2 separate regions of the Siniperca chuatsi genome follow, and region 1 is linked to region 2. A link is a contact called in public Hi-C data. All regions are on one chromosome and are shown on one strand. Each heading gives the region's core, a stretch centred on a gene start, on an enhancer-like site or on the middle of the called end of the contact. The rest is flanking DNA. Distances are from core to core; before and after follow the strand shown.

What was found. Hi-C and Micro-C count contacts between places; a contact is called where the count stands out from the background.
Region 1: a contact with region 2 is called in a Hi-C map of liver, with 3 times the contacts expected there. The contact joins the enhancer-like site here to the promoter of stx1a in region 2. A contact is called at or near these places in 3 of 3 Hi-C or Micro-C datasets (liver, skeletal muscle and an unstated tissue).

The regions. Positions count from the first base shown.
Region 1 is chrLG7:19,472,428-19,477,987 of ASM2008510v1, forward strand. stx1a (syntaxin-1A) reads left to right here. Exons shown (of 10, transcript XM_044204127.1): 7 at 2,275-2,348; 8 at 2,448-2,582; 9 at 4,644-4,754. Among protein-coding and RNA genes, the nearest start is that of LOC122879680, 15 kb to the right of the region's middle. Within about 2 kb of position 1,389, the one cell type or tissue checked has an H3K27ac peak away from gene starts, as active enhancers do. A contact at or near this core is called in liver, where this site is marked.
Region 2 is chrLG7:19,416,849-19,422,083 of ASM2008510v1, forward strand. stx1a (syntaxin-1A) reads left to right here and starts at 2,266. Exons shown (of 10, transcript XM_044204127.1): 1 at 2,266-2,604. The coding sequence starts at 2,575. bud23 (probable 18S rRNA (guanine-N(7))-methyltransferase) reads left to right here. Exons shown (of 12, transcript XM_044204129.1): 11 at 811-900; 12 at 1,068-1,953. The coding sequence ends at 1,122. LOC122879682 (a long non-coding RNA gene) reads right to left here and starts at 2,502. Exons shown (of 2, transcript XR_006378752.1): 1 at 2,361-2,502; 2 at 1,954-2,268.

The DNA.
Region 1 (5,560 bases), core at 139-2,638, 55 kb after region 2:
CTCAAGCCAGAAAGGTTGGTAACCAATATGTTCACATGCAAGTTACATTTTTGTTCCAGGTTAAAACAAGTTTAGAAATGTATTTTCAGCTAGACAGTGTTGTGACATCTGAAATCTGTTAATCTGTTAATTAGTTGTCATTGGTTGAACTTTATGTAGTTGCACTGCTGAGATTTTATAATATTTACTTTCTTAGTATTTCATATCAAACCTGCTCTTTGCAGGAATGTGCAGATTACTTTTCTTTAAAGTCTTTGTTTTGTTCTTGTTGGCTATTTATACAGTATGGATAATATTAGCATAATAAATATAACATAGCCATAACAACAGAGAGAAGTTAGAATAACTGCTCAGCTCGTACTGTACACCAGGTAATGGTTTGTGGGGACTCAGGGTGTCTTAATGGGGAAGAGATAGTACATAGGCTACTGTATGTACTGTATCTAGCCCCTCAGAGGATTTACAATGTGCAAAGGAAAGATTGGATATGATGCTGACAGAGTCTGACAGTGACTTACAGCGTCAGTGGGGCAGAAATGGAGCCCATGAGAAGCAGCTCTGCAGGCAAAATCAGTGCTGATACACGAGAATATTAAAGTAGGTGCAGCAAAGAGGTGTAGGGGAATGTTTATGAAGTAGGACAACTCTGTCAGGGAAAATAAAGATGGATGAGGAGCAAACACGTCAGCAGGAAGAAACAGTAAGATGTGTTGTACATGCAGAGTCAGTAGATAGATTGAAGATAGAAAGTAGATAGAAACTTTGTTGGGGGGAGCCATGGAGTATTGAGGCAAACTTAATAAGGTACTGAATAAGTGGTCGATGTCCCTTTACTCTGTATACTTAAGATAGCTACACACCCAAGGATTATGAGGCCGGTTTACTCACTCATTTTGCCTATCCTAACAATTGGAGGATAAATGTCAAAAGATTATCTGACAATATGAGATTCAATCTTAACTGTTACAAATTATGTGCAGACTGACCCAAGGTGTTCTGATACCATAAAACATGGCTGATATTTCTGACTCAATATTTCCACATGACCTGTCTTCTTTTAACACCCAAAAATGCAGTGCCTTACCTTCATATGTTTCTGGTCATGTCTTTTTAAAGGCAAGAACAACAAACTTGTAGGTTTTAAAAACTGGAGAGACGGTGATAGGAACTGTTCAAAATAGAATACAAAACATGCAAAGTATACATTGATCCTTCTTCTAATAGTATTAGAGGTTAATGGCACTCATGTCATTCACAGTATGAAAGAGGTAATGTAGGACAAATGCTGGAATGCAATAGGTCATCATGAGCAGTTTTGGCTCTATTCCATTACAGCTTCAAAACAGATCAAAGTCCACCATAACAAATAGATCTACAGAGGAGGGAAAATAGTAAATGTTAGCCTCAGGAGACATTTAAGTTACACCATTTGATTATCCTCATATTAGTCCAACAAGCAGCTGGATCTGGAAGGCCTTATTTGGGCGGGAAAGCATGCCCGACTGGCCAATATGAAAATGGTGGGGTTATTGTTCTGAACTGCTGAGCAGAACAGTCCACTCAGTAGTATTTGAACTGTAAGCCTGTAAGTGTTGAGACAGGGCAGTGTTTGTATGACTAAAGTTGTGTCTGAGGTTGGAAGTGTGCGTGTTGAGGCTAGTGGTTGTGGGACAGCACAATTTCTAAGTGAGCCTTGTGTTTTAGGTTGAATTGAACTAAACATTTGAGATGCCTGGTTGAATACTGACAAATCCACAAACACACACTTAATCTTATAACATTCAGATCAGCTGAAAGTGAAAGTCAAGGGTGCTGATTGTAATCCAGATCCATGATGATATAGACAGATATCCTCTGCAATAGCTTTTTTTGTATGACTGCATCTGTTTATGACTCCTGTTATGGATGCTCAGCCTAAATTATCAGGATTTACATCACATCCACTGCTGTTCAGAGAGATGGAAGAATAAAGAGTTTAAAATGCAGTAGAGACAGTAGAGACAGATGGATAGAGAGAAAATGAGCATGTGGAAAAGAGAGGCGCACAGCTCTTGTTTTAATTAATCCTCAGACAGACATGAAGGAGGAGGGGAGTTGTATTAGTGTTTCCTAATGTGGACAGTTTGGAGAACCTTTTAATCCAAAAGCATTGCACCTACACTTTCTAATTCCTGGTCTTAAATTTACTGTAGCCACACATTTGGTAAATCTCTTCAACACCTACAAACATGATTGGTGTTATACATGTTTATGGATGTGTGTTTGCCCTTTTAGCCGGGAGAAACACAACAAATGAGGAGCTGGAGAGCATGTTGGAGAGTGACAACCCGGCTATCTTCACCTCGGGGGTAAGTGATACAACAAATGCAACATATTTGCGCACAAAGCATGTTTTAAAATCTAATTCCACTCCTCTCTAACTATTTCCTTCTGTTATGCCATCTTAGATCATTATGGACAACATCACTGAGCAAGCTATGAATGAGATTGAGACGCGGCACACTGAGATTATCAAGATGGAAAACAGCATCAGAGAGCTTCACGACATGTTCATGGACATGGCCATGCTGGTGGAGAGCCAGGTGAAAACACTGATCCTCTCTCAGTACCTACAGCTGTGTGGTTTGGGGCTCAACCAAATGCATGTCTGTTTGGAAAATATCTCAGAAAATTTAGACTTTGTAAATTTGGGGCACAGATAATTATTAACTCAAGAATCAGTTGATTGGAATTTGGTGATTATCTGTATTTGGGATTTCTGCCATTAGACCATTTTTAATACATATTATCATGCTGCGTTCATGAACTGAAAGGAAAATCTGACATCTGGGACTTTCAAGTTGGTGACTAAACAGCTTGCATTCATTTTCTGTTTCGTAAAAGCATTCAATTATAAACAAACCTTATTTTTTACAGGGGGCTTTGGCTTTGTACGTTGAGAATTTTTGAGAATTTGTTTAGGTTTGTCATTTCCCTGTGGTAGAAATTGTCTTCTGTTAGAGAACAGAGATTTTGTATAGTGTACATTGTACTGAGGAACTTGCATCATCTAGTGAGGAGTGAACATGTTTGCTCTCACAACATGTAGTTCCTATAGTATATAGCTTCTTCAAAGCCACATACGTAGATTATCCTCAAGTGTAAGAGTTGCCTTGCTCTTCTCAGTAAAGTGTTGAGCTTCAGGTAAATCTGTATGCTTTGGCCTATATGTGTGACTATATGAGTGTGTGGGCTGAACCCCCACAGAGATGAACGGTTTCCCTCATTAGAAATACTCAGTCTGAATTACGCAAAAAGGAATCTGAGCACATGAATAAGAAAATATGCTGAATGATGAATATGAAAGTAAATTGTGTCATGTAAGTGATATGAATTACAATGACAGCACAATGCAATAGCAGGCTTTCCCTCATAATTTTAGTGTGGGAGTGATAATTGTTTGAATGTCTAATAATTCAGTAGTATTGTGTGTGTTTGTGTGTATACTCTTTTCTTCTCTTGTCACACATATGAATGCTCTAATTGTAAATAATTAAATTCTAACTCTTCCTTTATTAACTGAGTGCCACATCATTTAAGATTATACTTGAGTCTGTTTGTTAATTTTGCCTTTCTCAGCTTTGCACTCTCTTTTCCTTCTTTTTTCTTTTCCGCAACACAATACCACCACAATGACTCTGAGCTCTAGAGAACAGAGAACAGCGTTCCCCTTCTAATACAGCAAGGTAATTTATCTGTGATTCCTCAATTTCTTTTTTTATTATACTTAAATCATTGTTGCAGTGCATGCAACAGTGAAGGGCTGTATACACTGGTGTGCCTTAATATTCACTCTAATGCAAAAGGGTTGATTCTTTATTTATTTTTAACAATCCTGGGTCAATGCTAAATGAGCAATATTAGGTGTTCTTTGTTGACGAATGCTGATTTAGAAATGGTTAATGACTTTTGCTGCTTTAATAAAGTGTCAGTAAGATGGGAAATGTGAATAGGTAAATGAATAAAGAGAAGAAGAGAAAAGATCAATTAGTATCTTTTTCAAAGCCTTCACAATACACCAGTCTTTTCCATTCTCTAAGATGCTCATATAATAAGTATGAAACTATAGATCATTGTATAAAAAAATAATAATATTAATAATAGAGCTAAAGAAACTGAAGAAAAAATATATTAAACATTCTTCAGATAGTCTTCTAATTCTCACTTAAAACACCTCTGTGAAATCTAATTTTAGATGTGGTTAAAGATGGTACTGAATGTGAGTTCAGGAAGGTTTCTGCTCTTACCACTACAAAGTCTCTTGTTTTTGTGCAGGGTGAACTGGTGAACAATATTGAGCGGAGGGTGCTGGAGGCTCAGGAATATGTGGAGCAGGGAAAGGAGAAAATCCCAAAATGCAAAAATTTCAAAAAGACCGGCCGAAAGGTGAGATGCAAATTGCACACAGTCTACAAACTGACTCATTATTTCTCTTTTTTTCCTCTTTCCTCTCTCCTTCTCATTCACCCATTATTCCTCCCCTTTCCCTCACCTCCTCTATCTACATCTGTATCCACTCCTCCTCCTGCCTCCACATCTGGCTCCCTCTCTCTTCTTCCTGTCTGCATGTCTTCCACACCTCCTCTGTAACTAACCTCTCTTAGGGGGAAATGATAGACCGCATAGAGTACAATGTGGAGCACTCAGTAGACTACGTGGAGAGGGCAGTATCAGACACTAAGAAGGCGGTTAAATACCAGAGTAAAGCACGGAGGGTGAGTCGCATGTACAACAAAACAATGCATGTGCACAACCATGCTATCACATGAAAACGTGAAAGATAACTTCAGAAGAATTGCATGTATATACTGTTGTGTGTAACTGTAATTGTCGTCAGTGTGTGTGTATGCTTGCCTGTCATGTATTCTGCATGTGGAGCATGTGTGTCGTGAGTATTTTTGACATATCGGATCAAACAGTGATTTCCAACCAGGGATACATGAACCTCGGGGGATATTTCTGCAGTTACCGGAGTGTACTTTGAAAGTGTAATTTGAAAAATAAAATTATGATTTGGTAAAGAAAAAAAAACCTCATTGTCACAATAACCATTGAACTGTCAGCTACAACAGACTGACTGCACAGGACACAGAACCTGTGTAAGCTGTAACACCTGAACAGCACCTGCTGCTGAGAGTTTGTTAAACCTGGTAAGCAAGCAAGTAGAAAAGCCAAAATAGATAGCTAAAAGCAATGGATGAATTATTGAAATGTCCAATGTGTGCAAATAAATGCAAACTGGAACAAACCTACTGAAAAAAGGGCCAAAGCCTAAACATCACAATGTCTTGTATATAAAACAATATTAACATAATGACATCCAATTTCAAATGTGTTCAAAAGAACACATTTGGAACATCACAAGTGGTGTCGATGAAGGGGTACCTGAGCTCATCAGAGGGGCTGTACAGCAGACAAAAACGACTAGAAACAGACTAAAACCTGGGTTACTTGTCCTTCCTTCATTTAATAACCTGCACCACAGTGGAACAACTCTGCCACCTCTTGGTTAATATCTATC
Region 2 (5,235 bases), core at 1,016-3,515:
GATGAAAATTGTTTAAATATTTTTGTTTCTTAATGTGCTTACTGCTGAAAATTTGCATATAAATCATATTGTAGATACCTCAAATTTATGGGATTTTAACACATACATTTTAATTAATTATTTGTACATTTCTTTTTAGTTAATTGTTTGGTTCCTTTTTTTAAATGCCTAACATTTGCTGGTTTCAGCTTCTTAAATGTAAGGATTTGCTGCTTTTATCTTTTCTGATAAAAGTAGTTTATTCATTCATAGTTTTACTGAATATCTTTTGGGTTTTGGACTGATAGCTGGACAACATTAGTAATTTGAGAATTGGGCTTTATGAAACATTGGGCTCTGGGAAATTGTGATCATCGTATTTCACTATTTTTATTAACATGTTACAGACAAAACGATTAATCAATAATGAAAATAGTTGTTGGTTGCAGCCATACTTTACTCTGATTAGGATAATCCCTATTTTGTTATTGATTTGTATTTAAACAGCCTTTTACATTCCAACTTATTACTTGCCATTAGAATAGGAAGCAGGTCTTGGCCATAATAAGTGCAGGTTCAATCATACCTGCTTTGATGAAGCCAAAAGACCGAGAGAAATCTAAAAGGGTCGTTGTCCTGCCTGACTTAAACCCCTGTCTGGCAGCTTTTCCTTCCTTTTACATAGTAATGTTCATCTTGCTCCTCCTGGTTCCACAAAGAGACCGGACGTGTGAAACATTTTGCATCAGAGGCAGAGTTTTGGATGCAGTTTGTCACAAAGAACAAGGTGCATTTTAAACAAGCTAATCAGCCACATTTGTCTTTGTGAAGATGCCGGTTCAAAAACATGAAGGGGAAATCGGTGAAGAAGGGACGAGATTGGATCTTTGAGAAGAAGGAGAGGAGGAGAAGACAGGGACGGTATGTGCATGACGGTGTTTTAAACTCTTTCAGGACAAATAACTGGATGTATCTTGTGCTGAAATTATTGATGTTATAAGTAATGTAATATACATAAATCACATCTGATTAGCTGTATTCTGTAACACTTGCTGACTTCTCTCTGCTGTGTGTATGTTGGCCTGCAGGGAGGTTCGAGCCGACACAAAATACACTGGACGTCAGAGAAGACCTCATTTCTAGCTCTGACTCATGCAGCTGTGGCTTCATTAGCTCTCGTCTGTACCACCCTGCTTACAATCACCTCTGGAACTGCAGAGTGTTTGTACTTAATTTTTCAACTCTTGAATTCTAGGGATGAGATGCAAGAGTAAAATGCTATTACGGCCAATCGTTTTTATATTCGGTTGAGTGTTTGGCAATTTGTTTCTCACAAATGGTGGTAAGATTTTACTCTCCGTGTTCATGTTGGCTGGAAGATACATGGACAGACAGTGGAGACAGTTGACAGCACCATCAATGTCATAGAATTAAAACATTTTTGATAAATTATCAAATGTCACATCTTTAATCTCTGATCAGCTGTTGTATTATCTGCAGTGTTTTCTCAATTTTTATTATATTTACTGTTTATTTTCCAGAATATAGGAGAAATTGAACAGGCAACCTCCATGTATTTGTGAAAACTGTTTCACAGTCCTGAATGTTACAAACACCATCCTATAAAAGAGATATGCAAAATGATACATGCAGTACATATTCAGATTTGTGTGATGGTCCTGAACAAACTGGCAGTTCATTAAGTTAATGAAGATTACAAAAAGGGGAGAGTCGGTATGAAGAAAAAGGCGCTCACTCATAAGGGGAAAATTAAACTAAATGAACTTTGAAATAAAACAAATAAAACAGATTGCTGCAGCTACTATCACAAAGTTATTAAATTATAAACGTTTGGAATATTACTTTTTGTATATTTGATGGTTTATGTAGACCATTCTTATAAGTAGAATAGCACTCAAAAGACCTGCTGTATAATATAATAAAGATATGCAGAAAAGACTATTGATAAGGTAATTAAAATGGGTGTTGAGTCTTTATTTGCACAGATAATAAAACACTACATGAATGGATAATGAAAGTGTAAGACATGTCTAAGACGCACATAATTTTTTTTTAAACTCCTAATTACTTGCGAGGTCTTTTGCTGCTTCCATACAGTTTCCAGCGCGTGTGGCCAACAGAGGTCGCTGTGCGCTTTGGCACAATGGAAACCACCTGGGCGTCATCGCTGAACCTGCTCAATCGATCACCAAATCCAACAAAAACTCACCACTCTCACCGCCACTGTGAGGTGGTCATTCTTCTCACTCCAGCCTTCAATCTGTTAGACTGAGGTTCATAAAAAAATAAGGTGAATTAGTGCGTGTTGAGGAGGAAGTTGAGGGTGTGTAATGGGTTAACTGCGGAAGGCCTCGCCTCACCTTTTAGTGCGCGTCACCCGGCTCTGTAAAGTGGTCCCACCATCCCAGCATCCAAACCAAAGGGGGAAATCACTGCCTCTCGCCGCCGTCAGACGCGCATCCTCGCCCCGCTCGGTCTCGCATCATCCTGTCGGTCTCCGCCCCGCCACTTCATCATCTCACACATCCAGAAGACAGCGGGAACTGAAAGGAATAAGAGTGATATACCGGAACCATGAAGGACCGCATACAAGAACTTAAACATGTAAGTTAATGTTTGATTCTTTTAAACGGTCAGCCTCCACCTGTTCTGTGAATAGAGGCTTGTTGAACGCGCTTTTAGATGATATGAAAGCGCGTTGAGAAAGCACAGATCCACAGAGCTGGGCGCGCTGATTGAGCAACAGTTGTGACTCGGGGTCTGATGGAGGCTGAACTGTTCTTTATTATAGCCAACATACGCATATTGCTTCCAAGCTTTGTGTGTGTGTGTAAAGCAGGATAAAGCCCTGCTGAGATGATTGTTTCAGGTGTGTAATCAAAGTAAAAGTAATTTTCTCCTCATTCTCCAAACGAAAAATCACTTTGATCTTCCTGTTTATATTCTTTAAGCAATTTATCAGCTATTAGAGGATGTCTCTGGGACTCTAGAGGGAGTTTATAGGATAGACACTTTATGGTATTTAATCTTGATGTGCTCATTTATTTAATATTTATTGTTACATTTTATCATTATTTTGTAATATATTTAGAATATAATACTTATCCAGAAAGCGTTAGATTGCAAATTGTGTAGCCTATGTGGAAATATGTTGCCAATTTATTTGTGTGTGTGTGTGTGTGTGTGTGTGTGTGTTTCATGTTCTCATATCCCGGTGGGGACTTTAACCTGAATGCACACTAACCCATGGGGACTTGTGTCACCGTGGGGACAAAAATTTAGGTCCCTATGGGTAGAAACTGCCTTGAGGGTTAAGACTTAGTTTTAGGGTACAGGTTACAGTTAGGTTAAGCTTAGGGTAAGGGTTAAGGCTAGGCATTTAGTTGTGAGGGTTAAGGTTGTGGTAAGGGGCTACGGAAAGCATTATGTCAATGACTGTCCCCCATGGGGATAGTGAAACAAACGTGTGTGTGTGTATGTGTGTGACTTGTACTTGCTACATAGTGAGGACTGAAACACGTTTTTTTTTACCTACAGAGTGAGGACATTTTTGGAAAGTGAGGACATTTTGGCCGGTCCTCACAATTTTAAAGGGCTGCTTGAAGGTTTTAAGAATTAGGTTATGGTTATGGTTATGGTTGGGGTAAGGGTTAGGTATATAGTTGTGATGATTAGGGTTAGGGGCTAGGGAATGCATTATGTCAATGACGGTCCTCACAAAGATAGAAGTATAAGGATGTCTGTGTGTTGGTGGTAAAGTGGCCATTGTCAGATCTGGTAATTGGCAGTTGCTGCATCATTTGCACTCCAGTACTATGTACTGAATACTGCAATAACTCATCTACTGCACTGTTAACTATTTCCATAAATTGCACTACTTTATATTCATTGCACTACTGTTCTGTCCAGTCCAATTCATTATTGTACATATCCATCAGTATACTTCTGTTTATAGTAATGCCATCTGTATATAATGTCCATAGTACCACTTGTAAAATATTTTCATTATACTGCTCTATCCTGCATTTATGCACATACTTTATATCCTGCACTTGCTTATTGTACTTCTGGTTAGACCTAAACTGCATTTCGCTGACAATAAATGACAATAAAGTTGAATCTAAAAAAAAAGAAATTAAGCTGAGGAGAGAGAGGAAACAGTTTATGGCTCCTCAGTTTTCAGTGAAGGTCCAGCCTTATATGAATTGTCCACAAGGAGAGACAACCCAGCCCTGCCAACTCTGTGTGTGTGTGTGTGTGTGTGTGTGTGTGTGTGTGTGTGTGTGTGTGTGTGTGTGTGTGTGTGTGTGTGTGTGTGTGTGTGTTTGTGTTTGAGAGAGGCATGTCTCCAGCCTGCCTTGCTGCCTCCTCACAGTGCTGGAAGGATTCATTTGTACAATAGAGAGAGACAGAGAAATTGCCTAAATCTTCTTCACCAGCTTCATTCAGTCAACCCATTCAGGGTCGACAGAAATTGTCCGTCAGCTGCTGATTCTATTTTCTTTTATTATTTTTGATCATATCTTTCATGTCTGAGAAATGACTGCTGGACCGGCTCCAGCCAGACCTATTTCAGCCAATTCGGACCAAATTAAAAAGAAATACAAGTCACAGACTATTATTTCCCATCAGCACTAGATTAATATTGTTTTCCATTTACAGCCTCAAGTTAATGCAGCTTCTTGAATTTCGTGTAGATGTCTTAGTGGGTCTGGACAGCACTTTACCACAGCACAGTGTCGGATACATGTGTGATTGTATAAAAGCTCTGAACTAGTGTTCAATGGACCACGGCTGCAACTAATTATTATTTTCAATTTTGATTAATCTGTCGTTTTGTAAAATTTATTGTATCAGAAAACAGTGAAAAATGCACATACGAAGTTTCCAGGAATCAAGATTTCAAACATGTTTTTTTGTCCCACCAATAGTACAAATTCAAAGATATTTAATTTACAGTGATATAAAGCAAAGAAAAGTAGTAAATGCTCACATTTGAGAAGATGGAACAAGCCAATACTGTCGCTTAATTTACTAATTGTACTATTTTGGTCTACAAGGGACCAAAACCCTTTAAGCTCAAACTTCACTTAGAAAAATGTTGTAACTTGTGCCACTGACCCTGCTGAGATTTGGTGGTGAGAGCTCAATGGATTAGTACCAACACTTTAGATCAATTTGTGACATTGAGTGTCATTAAAGGTGTATTCAGTGATTTGGTTATAGCATCCAACA